Regions from separate parts of the Mus musculus genome. Here region 2 is linked to region 1. The links are chromatin contacts, called in public HiChIP or PLAC-seq maps. All regions are on one chromosome and are shown on one strand. Each heading gives the region's core, a stretch centred on a gene start, on an enhancer-like site or on the middle of the called end of the contact. The rest is flanking DNA. Distances are from core to core; before and after follow the strand shown.

The links. HiChIP or PLAC-seq counts read pairs in DNA pulled down with a chosen protein or histone mark.
Region 2: a contact with region 1 is called in an H3K27ac HiChIP or PLAC-seq map of microglia, with 6 times the contacts expected there. The contact joins the enhancer-like site here to the promoter of Vps13b in region 1. A contact is called at or near these places in 3 of 115 datasets of contacts at active chromatin or transcription factors (embryonic stem cells, large pre-B cells and microglia) and 2 of 9 other capture datasets (adipose tissue and liver).

The regions. Positions count from the first base shown.
Region 1 is chr15:35,366,053-35,373,533 of GRCm38.p6, reverse strand. It overlaps Vps13b (vacuolar protein sorting 13B), which reads right to left and starts at 2,416. Exons shown (of 62, transcript NM_177151.4): 1 at 1,757-2,416; 2 at 1,427-1,601. The coding sequence starts at 1,573. It overlaps LOC115488525 (a long non-coding RNA gene), which reads left to right. Exons shown (of 2, transcript XR_003951638.1): 1 at 1-839; 2 at 1,374-3,306.
Region 2 is chr15:36,505,119-36,512,797 of GRCm38.p6, reverse strand. Snx31 (sorting nexin 31) reads left to right here. Exons shown (of 14, transcript NM_001347022.2): 13 at 5,043-5,099; 14 at 7,325-7,679. The coding sequence ends at 7,417. Among named protein-coding and RNA genes, the nearest start is that of Ankrd46, 12 kb to the right of the region's middle. Within about 2 kb of position 3,402, at least 1 of the 459 cell types and tissues checked has an H3K27ac peak or open chromatin away from gene starts, as enhancers often do. A contact at or near this core is called in microglia, where this site is marked.

The DNA.
Region 1 (7,481 bases), core at 1,167-3,666:
AGATTGTTCATAGACACATTATGTTCATAGCCAGCAATATAAAGAAGTGAAAGTTCTACTGACAGAACAGATAAACTGTGACATCTTACAAAATGGAATACAAAAGCAACACAAAGAACAAGCTGCTGCTGACTCAGCACTATGGGTTCATCAAAACAGCAGCAGCAGCAGGAGGAGGAGGAGGAGGAGGAAGAGGAAAAGGAGGAGGAAGAAGAGGAAAAGGAAGAGGAGGAGGAGGGAGAAGAAAGCACCAGTAGCTGCTAGGCAGAAATCACTTCTATTTACCTGAAGCTCAATAGGTTAAAACCCAAACACCTCCTTCACGAAAATCTAACTGCTATGGCATGCGGCTCAGCAGCAGAAGGCCTGGCCAGCATGCAGGCAGTGCTAAGTCCAGTCCTTCATCTGAGTAACACAAAAGTGCAGAAATGAGACCAGCAGTGTCTTGGGAGTCTGGTGTGGTGGGCACACAGGTACATCTTGTAGGGTGCTAGAGACACCCCTGCCTTCATCATGATGGTGAATTCACAGGTATTTCCATACTTAAAGTTCAACAATCATACTTAGGATTTGTTCTCATTTTTAAAAACTAAAATGAAAATATCAAAGACATCCAATAACGTTTGCAGAAAATGGGGAAAGCTGGTTTTCTTAGTGCTTTGTCTGGATTATCCAATAACAAGAGTACGCCATGAAAAGTATTGATAACCATCCCCCCCATCAGCTCAAGCCTCTCCTACAAAGCAGCTGCTCTCTGGCTCTTGCGCTCCCGCAGATAATGTGTATACACATAGCTCAAGCATATGAGAAGTACTTGGCATATGTCATTGATAAATGTGGTAAGTGAATTATTGAGTATGTGAACTTTGAAGTCAGAGTTATTTGCATCAGATCATTCCAATGCCAAACCAAAAAAAAAAAAAAAAAAAAAAAAGAAAAAACCTTAAAAAGTGATTAGTAAAGATGTTTCCAGTTTTACCATCATTCTCAACCTGTGTCTAGTCAATCTGAGGATCCATGAGTGATGTCATTTCTCCTGGTAAAAGGAACAGAACTTTACATGTGCGTGCTCTTGCTGTTTTTCACACTCGCCCACTGACCCAAAAGAAGAACAAGCATGTAATGTTTCCCCGTTTCATATGACATTGTAAGAGTGTGCATATTTGGCAGTGCTTGAGAACTGAGTAAACAAGCTGAAATTTCTATCGGCTGAAAAAATGTTGGGGAATCCTAACAGAATAAGCCCTTACGAGGCAAAAAGCCTTGTATTTGTTTGTTTGTTTGTTTGTTTGTTTTCTATAAAATGAAGTCTCTAACTACACAGTAGGCAAAACACGCTAACAGGAAATTTATTATCATTCAAAACATACTAGACAGGCTATGTCTATCAAGACGAAGATGTTCCGATGGCAGCTGTACTGCTTACCTGTTCCAGAACGTCCAACTTTAACTCGAGTTTGCTGAGAACCACGTCCCCACCCCATAGTGAAAGCTGGAGATCTGAAGGTTTTAAGTTCTTGATATAGCGATTCACATAACTCATTAAAATTGGAGTTACGTACGACTCCAGCATCTTCAAATTTAAGCGTCGAAGTCAGATCCTGAAAAGGGTAAAGACGGAAATTTTGTAAGTAACTGAATCGACAGGCAGCAACTGGAAATGCACTTCTCAGGAAGCTTGGCAAGGCCGCTCTCCCGGATCGCCCGCCCGCCCTCCGGGTCCGGGCGCGAGCTCCCCGCTAACTGAGCGCCTCACCTGACGAGGAGTAGGCAGAGAGGCTGGAGGCGGCCGGCCCCCGGGCGTGGGAGGACAGCACGTCCTGCTTCACTCCTACCCTAGCGCAGCCCAGCCAGAGGCGGTCGACTCCCGGAACGCAGGCGGATCTCCGGCCATAGGACCGAGCTGGCGTCAGGCCCGCTGCTGCCGCCGCCGCCGCACCCGCTCCAAGGTAAACACGCCACAGAGCGGCGGCGTGCGCTCTTCCTCCGGGTACCTGGCGTCCGCCGCGGAAACGCCTCACGCGTTCCGCGCCACTTCCGGGTGTGCGGGCTTCGCCGTCCGTCAGGTTTCCGCGGTGGGGACAAGGACCCCGCGCGTCTGCCTGCCTGGGACGACTCCGGCTTGGCTAGGCCGGGATCCCCGCTGCCACCGCTCTGGGTTAGGAATTAACTCTACGAAGAGCTCGGTGCGGGATGCGGACCGGTAAAGTGGAAGCACCGGCGATCCGGAAGTGGCGCTGCAGGGACACGGCGATGGCCGGGACGTGACCCAATACTGCCCAAGAGGCTTAGTAGTCGGAGGCGGCAGGAACGCAGGGTGCCGTGGAGGCGGGAGAAGTAGCCTTCGTTCTTCAAGCCCAGAAAATTGAGAAACGGTTGTTTTCCGTGGCTACTGGAAGAACTGGAAAGAGGAACTGGGATTCGGTAGGGTGGAGGTCAAAGACAGGTGGGAGGAGCTAAGAAAGGCGGAAGATTTAAATTTACTGCTGAAGTTTTTTTGCAAGGCCGGGAAAGTGGACGTGGGTACACAGTTGAGATCAGGGGTGAACAGCTTAAAAGAGTGAGCTTAAACCATACTGTACATAATCTCGTTCTCAAAGCAGAGGTGAAATAGCCCCTAGTTAGTGTGCATAGGGTGCATGGAATGGAGAGGACTGGCCTACCGTCTAATATGGAGGTCCCCAAAAAGCTGAGAGAATGTGAAAATAAGAGTCCTGAGCCAAAAGTGAAATAAGTGGTAAGGACAGTGTGGATTATGTTACGATGAAATAGATGTATAGATGTTAGTAGTGGTAACTTGTGGGCTAACAGCAATAACTCAAACATCTACCTTAGAAGATAATAGACTGAGTGGATAGAAATAGCATGGGATATGCTGCCTTTTTTTTTTTTTTAAACCAGCCTCTCTTAATTTTAGGTAACTTTTGAAGAAAACATAGTGTCTTGAAAATAGTTTTCCTTTATAGGTTATTCAATGCCCACTCATAAAACTTTTGAAATTAAAAAAAAATACTATTTCTTGAGAGAATTGGAGATTGCTATAGAAAATGGTATTCGTGAGACTGCCAAAGTTCATTTTAATAGTGAAAATAATGAATTAGATTTCGCAGGCAGAAAAAACAGCAAGCAATTGCTAATTCACAGCAGCTGCTTCCTCAAAAGCCTTAATAAATGACCATGTAATGTGAATGTTATGAAAGCCTAATTAGCAAAATAAACATTTTTCTTGTTACCCAAAATACTTGAACAGCAACTAGGTTGAATCCATGGCTGAGAAGTTTTAATATTAAAATTCCCATAAATCTATACATGTGTGACAATCTAATAAAACACTATCAGGATGTTACTCAGATGCTTAAAATAATATATAGAGTGCTAAACATGAAGTTTTTCTTTTATATCCAGAAAAAAGGTGCCAAATCCCTAGCCTAAAAACATTATCTGGATACAATTTGTTTGTTTACTAAAAGTTAATCATTTTCAACCCATGAGTGTTGTTCTATAATCAAAGTAAGTTTAATTCATTTGTATTATTATTGTTTGTCAAATGAGTAGGCTTCTCCAAAGATCCTCTGTTCTCACATCTTTTTTAAGATTTATTTATTTATTATATGTAAGTACACTGTAGCTATCTTCAGACACCCCTGAAGAGGGCAGCAGGTCTCATTATGGATGGTTGTGAGCCACCATGTGGTTGCTGGGATTTGAACTCAGGACCTTCAGAAGAGCAGTCAATGCTCTTAACCACTGAGCCATCTCTCCAAACCTCTCACATCTTTTCTAAGGCAATATACATAAACACAATATATTTTTGAAGTCTCTTCTGAAAGACCATGAGGCAAATTGGGTAGACAGTAAATCTACAGAAGTAGGTCTCAATCTAGCTCAGAACAGGCTGCTTAGCAGAAACTTTCTCACCATTAAATATACTATTAGCTGTAGGATTTTTGTAGACCTATGTTAGCAAGTGGAGAAAGTTCTCTGTTTCAAGCTTGTGTGTGTGTGTGTGTGTGTGTGTGTGTGTGTGTGTGTGTTTCGTGAGTTAAGTGGATCACCTCCAAAGAAGAAATAGAATAAAACAGGAACAGAATTCAGAGTACTACAATCATATCTGCAATATTTTATCTTAAAATACTTGATGCTAGAATGGTGTTTCTCAGAAATTATTAATGTCCAGGGCCGGTGAGATAGCTCAGCCAGTAAAGACACTTGCTGTCAAGCCTGACAGTCATAGTTGGTTCCTGGAGGTCACACAGTTAGAAGAGAGCATTTGACTGCTACAACTCTTCTCTGGCTTCTGACATGCACTTATACAAATAAGTGTAATAAAATAGTTTTAATTATGTTCCACTTCCTCCATAAGGTTTATAAGCACTTAGTTATCTGAATCATTCACAGTAAAATGTAAAGAACAGTCTACATTGCCCTCAACATTCTGATCTTCAAAGGTTCAGCAGAAAAGCCCACTGAGCTCTCAACACTCAGGCACTTTTCTAACCCAAACTTCCAGATCCTTCCACAATCCTCTCCAAAACAAATAAACCCTTTCCTTCCCAAGTTGCTTTTGGTCATGGGGTTTTATCATAACAATAGTAACCCTCACCAAGACACACATTAAATTTTAAAAATCAAATATTTTTCCTATAGAACTTAATTTAAAATATCTCCACAAATTTGTTTATAGCACCCCATTCAGAAGATGGAGCCTGATTCTTATGCCTGGATGTATTGGAGGTATTTAGTGACTCACTTCTGAAAAATACACTGTGGCAGAAATGACAGTGTGTGACTTCTTCAAGTAAGATGTAAGAGGGACTGTTGATATGGTAGGATTTGCTCTGAAGGAAGCCAGCTGCCGAATGTGATACTCAGGCTACACAGTGGGCAAGGCCCCGTGATGAGAAACAGCTTCTGTGCTTGATTGAGATTTCGTTCTTCAGATGCTGAACCTCTAGCTGTGCTTGGCCACCTCGGGAAAAAACTCTGAGCCAGAACCTCCTCTTTATCACAGCCAGGGAAAGTGCCCCTGAATTTGAGAACTCCATTAGAAACTATGAGGTAATAAATATTTGGTTTTAGCCTATATTTTGGCATAGTTTTTGGTTTGGGGCTTGGTTTGGTTTGGTTTGGTTTTGAGACAAGGTCGCTGTATAGCCTTGACTATCCTGGAACTCAACTGTGTAAATAGGCTTCAAACTCAGAGATCTATCTGCCTCTGCTTCCTGAGTACTGGGATTAAAGAGCTGTGCCACCACCAACAGACATTTTGGTATAATTTCTTATATGATATTTCAAGGGGTAGGGCTGAGGATAATGCTTCCTTGGGTGAGATAAACCCTTGAGAATCTACAGGTTCAAATTTCTGACTTCAGTGTTGTCCTCCCACACATCCCATGCCAAGTTGTAGGATCCCAGTCTTTACCGATTAATGTCTTTACTTTAACCACTGAATTGCTCTGAGGCTAGGACTTGAGTTTCAGCTACTCTAATAATGAAAACTTCAGCTGGATTTTTCTGCAGCTTGGAACTATGGGAAAGAAAATTCTCTCCCAGTACACACTTAGAAACCATTAGACTGTTTATATGAATCTGGAGACAGTCAATTTGTCAGTACATTAATCCTCCAGAGCAGCCAACCAGCAGCAGCATCTCCCTTATTTTTCACAAAATTTACAACAGTTTCATATACAGAGGCAATAAAACCATTGCCACCCACAATTGGTGAATCAAGATAATCAAATGTCCCATTTATCGATCCTCGGTCTTACAGCAAAAGCCATTGCTGTTCTGTTCAGGAATTTTTCCCCTGTTCTTTTCCCCACTTTCTCCTATATAAGTTTCAGTGTCTCTGGTTTTATGTGGAGTTCCTTGATCCACTTAGACTTGTGCTTTGTACAAGGAGATAAGAATGGATCAATTCGAATTCTTCTACATGATAATCACCAGTTGTGCCAGCAACATTTGAAAATGCTCTTTCCACTGGATGGTTTTAGCTTCTTTGTCAAAGATGAAGTAACCACAGGTGTGTGGGTTCATTTCTGGGTCTTCAATTGTATTCCATTGATCTACCTGTCTGTCACTGTACCAGTACCATGCAGCTTTAATCACAATTGCTCTGAAGTACAGCTTGAGGTCAGGCATGGTGATTCCACCAGAGGAATTATGATTTAGAAGAGTTTTTGCTATCCTAGGTTTTTTGTTATTCCAGATGAATTTGCAAATTGCCCTTTCTAACTCAGTAAAGAATTGAGTTGGAATTTTATTGGGATTGCATTGAATCTGTAGATTGCTTTCCACAAGATAGCCAGTTTTACTATGTTAATCCTGCCAATCCATGAGCATGGGAGATCTTTCCATCTTCTGAGATCTTCGATTTCTTCCTTCAGAGACTTGAAGTTCTTATCATACAGATCTTTCACTTCCTTAGTTAAAGTTACACCAAGGTACTTTATATTATTTGTGATTATTGTGAAGGGTGTTGCTACCCTAATTTGTTTCTCAGCCTGTTTATCCTTTGAGTAGAGAAATGCCACTGATTTGTTTGAGTTAATTTTATATCCAGCTATGTCACTGAAGGTTATCAGGTTTAGGAGTTTTCTGGTAGAATTTTTAGAGTCAGTTATATATACTATCATATTATCTGCAAATAGTGATATTTTGACTTCTTCTTTTCCAATTTGTATCCCCTTGATCTCCTTTTGTTGTCTAGTTGCTCTGGCTAGGACTTCAAGTACTATATTGAATAGTAGGCAGCCTTGTCTAGTCCCTGATTTTACTGGGATTGCTTCAAGTTTCTCTCCAATTAGTTACAAAGCATCTATAAGGCAAAAGACACCGTCAATAAGACAAAAAGGCCACCAACAGATTGGGAAAGGATCTTTACCAATCCTAAATCTGATAGGGGACTAATATCCAATATATACAAAGAACTAAAGAAGCTGGACTCCAGAAAATCAAATAACCCTATTAAAAATGGGGTACAGAGGGGCTGGAGAGATGGCTTAGCAGTTAAGAGCACCAGCTGCTCTTCCAAAGGTCCTGAGTTCAAATCCCAGCAACCACATGGTGGCTCACAAGCATCCGTAACAAGATCTGACACCCTCTTCTGGAGTGTCTGAAAACAGCTACAATGTACTTGCATATAATAAACATATCTTTAAAAAAAATGGGGTACAGAGCTAAACAAAGAATTCTCAACTCAGGAATACCAAAGGGCTGAGAAGCACCTGAAAAAAATGTTCAACATCCTTAATCATCAGGGAAATGCAAATCAAAACAACCCTGAGATTTCTACTCACACTAGTCAGAATAGCTAAGATCAAAAATTCAGGTGACAGCAGATGATGCTGGCAAGGATATGGAGAGAGAGGAACACTCCTCCATTGTTGGTGGGATTTCAAGCTTGTACACCACTCTGGAAATCAGTCTGGTGGTTCCTCAGAAAATTGGACATAGTACTACAGGAAGACCCAGCAATACCT
Region 2 (7,679 bases), core at 2,153-4,652, 1.1 Mb before region 1:
AACTATACAATTTGTAGAGACAGCTGACTGTCTGGACAGTACCCTAACTTCTTATAATGTTGGAGCATCTGTCTTCAGTCTTCTGGCCCAGAACCATCTAAGTGAAGCAGGAACTCTGAAGGACTTGCTTACTCTGTATTGGCAGAGCTTAGCAGTTGACTGTCCCACATCTGTGTGTCCTTTTGGAACAGTATTTTTGTCTGTAGATGAATTAGACAATTCTTGCCTAGTGGTTACCTTGCCATGATTGAAGCTACTTCATCTGGAGGTAATGATGCACAGTATCGTCCTTGAAGTGGAATGGGGACACTGTCAGGAGCACACATGTCTCATAGTCAATTGATCTTTAGTAATGACATAATATTAGATATCATATTCTGTGGATCTCTGATGCTTTTGAAGGTTACATATAAAGCATAACTGAATTATCAAACATTAATTATTCTTCGCTATTTACTATTTGAATAATCTTGAAAACATTTGTAATTAACTAAATTAGAATCTAATATGATCATGAGTTTCACTATCTGACTATTAACTTGCATTAGTTAATCATCCTAGACAGCTTATAATAGCAGCCATTAGAAAGATTGGGTCTAATCCTTTGAATTCTTAAATAAGATACATAGGCATAATGCCTATCTAAGAGTAACAATAGTAAATTTAAATTTTGTATAAATATACAAAATTTTATCCCAATGAAAACCTTAAACCAACGTAAGAAATTATAACTTTAATTTTGTATCCAAGATAAAGATTTCTATCAATGTAGGATTATGGCTATACAATATTTTGCTTAAGAGTAAATTTAATAACCTATTCCTATTTGTCTATTTCTTTAATTTTATAATACTACATATCCACCTTTCTTTTCCACCCCTATCCTTCATCTAAGAAAGAAGGGAAGAGAAGAGGAAAGAAAGGGCAGAAATCCCAGAGTCTAAGCTCTCTAGTTTCCTCTCTGTCCAAAGCTACAACATTGTAAAGTCTCCCTTAAATGGCAACATATCTATAATTCTTTTTTTTTTTTTTTTTTTGTTTTTTGTTTTTGGTTTTTCGAGACAGGGTTTCTCTGTATAGCCCTGGCTGTCCTGGAACTCACTCTGTAGACCAGGCTGGCCTCGAACTCAGAAATCCGCCTGCCTCTGCCTCCCAAGTGCTGGGATTAAAGGCGTGCGCCACCACTGCCCGGCCTATAATTCTTAAACAACCAGAACCATCCACCTCAACTTAAGGAACTGGGAAGATGCTCTTCTTTTGTTTGCTTCTAGCTGAATTGGGGCAAATAATTCCCTCTGGGGGCCCAGAGGGAAACAGGAAACTTGACCTTGTTAAAGGAAGGCTAGCCGGCATCTTTTGCCATCCAGTCTCTATGTGCTGAGAAAGTTCATGGCTTAGCTGATGTCCTGACTATAACTGTCTGAAAGGCTGAAGGGTCAAGATGTTCTGGAACTGTTCTGGAAGCAAGTCTTTAGGGGAAACAGCTTTGATGTGGTTGAAGTAGAGTCAAGCAAGGAGCTGGAATGGAAGGTCCCAGAATCTCAGCATCCCGGAGTGTGAATCTTCTCAGGGCTGTCTTCCTCCTCTTCCATTCTGCAACATCTAAGCAACACATAGTTCTGTAAAGACATTCGTATGGAATGTGCAAGGTGCACAGATCAGTTAAGGAAGATCAATAAGAAGATAACTGCCTTTCTTTAAAGGTTAGTTTGATCACATAATCAAACTACAATATAAATTTCCACTTATGGTGGATGGTTCTGGTTATTTAGGAATTATAGATGGTATGTAATAATAAGTCATGAGAATTTTGTGCCAAATAAGAGTTGTTGGCTGTGTATAGACATTTAAGTGCCATCTGGTCCCAGAGCTGTCCCTGTGAATAGAGACATGTATATCACCTGTCTTGTAATCTTGTCAATCTTCTTCTTCTTGTCCATAGCCAAGGTCTTCAGTGGGTCTCCATTTGTCATGCCTGATTTTTATCAACTTAGAAGGAACCCATAGCATTTCTTTTCCAGTGGAAATATAGGCATAACCCCTTCCCCAGCATAACATATTTCCTGCTTTCCATCCTTAAAATAAACAGGCTGGTTTAGTTCAGCAGTTTTTTCTACAATCATCAGACATAGTTTTTTGTTCATTAGCATTTTAAAAATTTAAGGTTAATGAAGCACTATGTAATCTATCTCTGGGGGGTCTTTGCTGTATATGAACAGGGTAAACTAAAGTTTGTTTTCTAACAACCTTTGGTTGGCTTTCTCTAATTTTACCTTCTGTTTCTACCTGAACATTTTCCCTAATTAATATTTTAAGTTCCTCCCTTAAGTCTGTGCCCATGCTTCATATCTCCTTTTGTTGTTCCTCCTGTTCCATAAGTTCCTGTATTCTCTGTTTAAGGTTCTGCTTCCATATTTTAATTTGTTTTTAATATTGTAATTCTGAAGTTCTGCTGTTTATTTTATTTTGATTGATTAATTTTAAAAGGTTCTCCTCCAAGCCTTGCTTCTAATATCCATTATTCTTTCTCTGCAGCTCAATCTAGTCTGTGAACTTGTGTATCTTTTGTTTAAACATCCTTTCCAGCTCCTGTCTCCAACCTTCATTTTCCTCGCTCTGTTGCTTATCACGACAGATAAATTCCTCTACCTTTAGTTCTAGTGTTTCCTCTAGGACATGTTGCTAAGCCTTAGATTTCTCATTCTGTTGTTCATATAAATTCCTATATCTTCTGTTATAGGCCCTGCTTCCATGATTTTAATTTTTCTTTATGCTGTAATTTTGATATTGTTGTATCTGCCTTATGTTGATTTACTACCCTTAGTAAATCATCCTCTAGGCTCTGCTTCCAAATTTTATCACTATCTCCTTGCTGTTCAGTCTGATCTATGAAATTCTTCTTCTTTTGTTAAAGCATCTCTTCCAGCTCTTGTTTCTAATCTTCATTTATCTCTCTCTGTCACTTATCATGACCTATAAATTCCTGTTCCTTTAGTTCCAGTGTTTCCTCTAATCCCTTTTCTAAGCCTCGTCACTTTTTATCTAGGGCCCTGACTTAAAAAAAAAAAAACAAAACAACACAGTACCAAGATACTTAAAATTGTAATAATAACTAGGAAGGTGTCAATTTCCTTTAAATTCATCCCTGTTGAACCATCCAAAATATCTTCCCATAAAATCATAAAGAGGTATTTATTGTGGTTTTCATCTTTAAGTATCTAATATATAGATAGATATATAGCTATATACATAAATAATCAGTTTATACTTCTTATTACCTGATCTGGAGCTTCTTGTGCCTTTGTCTTTCTTTCTATTGTTCAGCTTGGGACACTGCAGTTTGCTTCTAGCTGTCCTGTCTTTATTTGGGTTGTGGCCAGTTGCATTTCCGCTGATCTCAGACAGTCTGTAGTACTGGCTGTTGGTAGAACAGATCTGGCTGTCTTGTGTCCTCTTTAGATGTGGGGCATATGGGAAAGTGAGCACGGAAAGGCTTGCTCAGGTGCAGATGCCTGGGTCAGCCCGCTGTGCCTATGATAAGGCCTCTGAAGGCTCACAGCTGTGTCTTCACAGGCAGTCACATCCCAGGGTCCTTAGTCCTTCTTTAAGCTCAAAGATTCCCAACCATGTTGTAGCACTGTCTAAGTCCCAGCTCTGGGCTGGATTGCTACCTCTGGTTGTAGCAGTTTGCTTGGGGCTTGGGGCAGGAGCCTCTCAGTTAGTTATCTGAAAACCCCTTAGCCCTACTTGATGTTTAATATCTACCCTGATGCAGATTTAGAGCTTACATTGGAGGTGGGGGAGCTTTTATCTTAGGTTAGTTCAGTTCTAAGACCCACATTGGGTGCCAAATAGTGTAGATTTCTAACTCCAATAAGGCTGTATAAAAATACACAATCTAGTTATTATATTTATACGTTTGTTTCTAGATTGGGCAGATCTAGCACTGTACTGACTTATTTCCCAGCTATGAGACCCTTTGCTACTTGCAGTTTCTCCTGGCCACGTGGTTCTGCTCCATCTTGGCTTCCCTCTCCTCTTTTCCACCTTCCCCCTCTCTGTCCTCTCTCTCCCCTACCTGCCATCTCAAAGATCTCCTGCCCCACCATTCCCCTTCATTGCCCAATCACAGGTTTTAGCCTTTATTGACCAGTTAAAATGGAGAGAAGGGTCATATGAGATCACCTGAGTATGGGGTCAACTGCTTATCAGGGGCAATCCCTCTTGAGAAAGCAGAATTAACATCAGAATTCAAACAACATAAGGACATTTCACAACAGTTCAGGATTTAAGCCATTTGTTGAGTATATGCCTTGCCCAGGATCCTGAGTGATATTTACAAATAACAATGCGATACTATGGCTATCTATCTACCTATCTATTATTATTATTATCATCATCATTATTATTACTTTAAACCCTGCCCTCAGCCCAGGTTATCACTTCCCTCCTCTGGGTCCCTAACAGCTGCACCTTATTCACTCAAGGCCCAGCCCAAACCTTCACTCTGGTTCTGGTTTGATTAATTTTGCCTTTTGTCTGCCCAAAGCCCCACATGGCTTTGTTTCAGTGAATTCATCAGAACTGCATAGATGATCTCAGGACCTTGAAGGACATTTTGTTTCCTTTGAAATTCTTTTAAAGGCTGTGTTCAATTACAGGATCCACAGACAGCCACCATTGTTAGATAGAAGTTTCCTGTCACTTTGGTGACTTCAATTCTGCCATAGGAACAGCAGGCAAGCAGATGTGAAGCAGACAGGTGTGCAGATGTGCAGATGTGAGGCAGGTGTGCAGATGTGAGGCAGGTGTGCAGATGTGAAGCAGGTGTGCAGATGTGAGACAGGTGTGCAGATGTCAGGCAGGAGTGGAGATGCCAGGCAGGTGTGCAGCTGCCAGGCAGGTGTGGAGGTGTGGATACTCCATGACTGGCGGTTGTAGGGTCATTAGAAATATGACTGTGGAGAGGGAGACATGTCAATTAATGATTATTCATGTGCTTGCTTCTTTGAGCTGTGCTGACATTTTGCAAATCTATTTAGCAGATCGAGGTTCCAGAACAAGGCAGAAGTAAAAAGCACCCGAGCCAACCTAGCCAGGTCTGTGAGTAAAGTGACATCATTGATGTGCTATAATTTATTATATAACATCCCCCCCCCCAGTCTACTTTAAGCAAAGTCACTGGCATCCAAGCCTAAGTTAGATAGCTTCCTGCTTCTTAGAAGTCCCTATGTGGATGGGGTGGGAGAGGGACAGGCCCAGACTGCCTGTTTCTACTGCTGCTTTAGCTGGGCTCAGGACAAAAAAAATTTGGGACACAAAATTCCTCTGTGATTGTCTTCATCTTGAGCACTCATGGAAAATCCTCTTTCTATTTAAAAGATTTTGATTTATCAGTGTATTTTAGTCTCATGAATTTTCTGCAATGTGAAGCCACTTTTACATTTGTAAGTTCTCTTGCACATTAGTTCTGTGGTGCAGGAAAGACTATTGGTAGGGAACACTATTAAAAATCAGCCAAGCCTCATGTGCACTTTTCTGTAAGTTAATACTCTCATCCTCTTGCATGTTGCAAATCCACTGAGGAAACTTGACACAGAGAGATCAAGTGCCCAAACAAAAGTTGAACAGTAATGGACAGTGGAAGAAAACAGGGTCTCTGCCCCCAGAACCATTCTCTTAATTACCCTGCCAACCCTTCTGTCTATGTCTAAATTCCAGGGAGACAAAATGAATGAGACAAAGGCACCCTATAACTAGCATTGTAATGGGATTGCTATTGAGCCTGCACCTGGTACAGGGTCTGGTGGATGTATACATGTGCCTATACAGAAAGAGACCCTTAAAATAGGTTAAATAGAGAAGATGCTTTTCTTTAATAAATGAGCTCAGGAAACAGCACGGTGCTGGTGGTGAGGTGGTCCCAGTTAAGAGTGCCTGCTGCTTTAGCCTCGCACCCTGGGTTCAATCCCTGGGTCCCACAGTTGAAGGAGAAAACTGATGGGTGAAAGCTGTCCTTTGACTTCCACTTGTGTGCACACATAGAGAAATTATTAATAATAACAGCAGTAACAAGAATAGCAATAATAAACAACTAGGCCAGCTATAGGAGGCAGAAAGATGGCTCAAGCCAGTGATTGCAGGGAAAAGCTGCTGTAGTGGCCCCAGCATTCACCGTGAGATAGGAGGCAGAGACTGGAGAACTGCCCGGAAACCTGAGGGCCACCCTGCCCGGAGCACACAAAGAGGGAGAAACGTGGTGGAAGCAGAGAACTGACTCCCCAGAATTGTCCCTCGACTTCCACATGTGCATCTGGCGGCCTGCACGCACACATACACTAACAATAAATAAAGAATTAAATCTTTATACACAAACTTCCTCTTTCATAATAGCTAACCTGTCATGCCTGCTCTTTTCAGACAGACCCAAACCCTAAGTGTGTGCTAGGTAATCCTCGAGTGTGGCCGACAAGGCTGATTCTTGGTATTTACCGTAAGGCCAGGTGTAGCAGAACTGGGGTGAGAACCTTGAAAGTCAGCTTTATCACAAACGCCGTAGAGAGACTCAGTGCGTGCTTTTAGTTTCTTTATCTGCAAAGGTAGGTGATTATCAACCCAGTGTTCATGCATTTGCACAGCATGCTGATAGCCAGCCTCTAGGATCTCAGCCTTGGCTGCACATCAGCATCAACCTTCTGGAGAATTCTGAAAGCCAGTGATGGCTGGCTCACCGCAGAGTCCGGTTCAGCTGGAGCTGAGGGGTTAGCTTAGTCCATAAGCACTCGCGGTGCAAATCTGAGGTCTGTGTGAAGGCTGGGAGTGGGAGCGTGCACACAGGATCCCAGCACTGGGGAGTCAGACCCTCCAGGTATCCCAGAGACTTGTGAGAGATGCTGACTTGTAAAATAACGCTTTGAGAGCTCATTAAGTCCTGAAGGCAGATACCGTCTTAAGATGCTTTACACGATACTTTAAAAAGTTTGTGTTTCTGTGCACAAGAAAATGAAGTGAAGAACTGAAATTCACAGGACTGTGAAAGGATAGTGAGGAACAAGGCAGGCAGGAGTTAGTTAATGTAGCCTGGGCGGCACCCCAGAGCCTAGAGAGCTTCCTGAGCAAGCCTGCAGGGGGTGCTGTCCTCAGTCTCCCCAGAAGGGCACCTCCCCCAGTGCAGGATAAAAGTGCCTTTTAAAGTCATCCTTGCTTAAACAGATATAACCTTTTGCTTCTCTTTTGATAGTATTTCAAACTCCTTGAGCATTTTCTTGTTGTTACTGTGGAAGTTTCTCCCTCTAGTTTACATTTCTACCTATTTATTTTTCAGCAGAAAGTCTATTTTAATTTTCTGAGAAAAGGCAAGATGAAGAGATCCGAAGGTGACTATGTTTGGGATACCCTGATGGAAGAAGGTCTCTGAAGGAATCTCATCTCTACGGCTGTCTTAAGACAGTGCCAGCGCGTGGGTGTGGGAGGTGGGCTTCCCACCATCCAGGCATTTATCCACTTCTCTCTTTCTTTGACATTGCAGTCTCCTGTGCTGATCAGTCTAACTTCAGCACTCCATAACTCTCAGGGCTAACATGGTGTAGGAACCAACGCTATAGAGCTGACTTAAGTGGCAGGTGGGCAGGTTCAAATCAACCAATGGGAGGTTTGTTCTATCTTCCCTCTAAGATAGA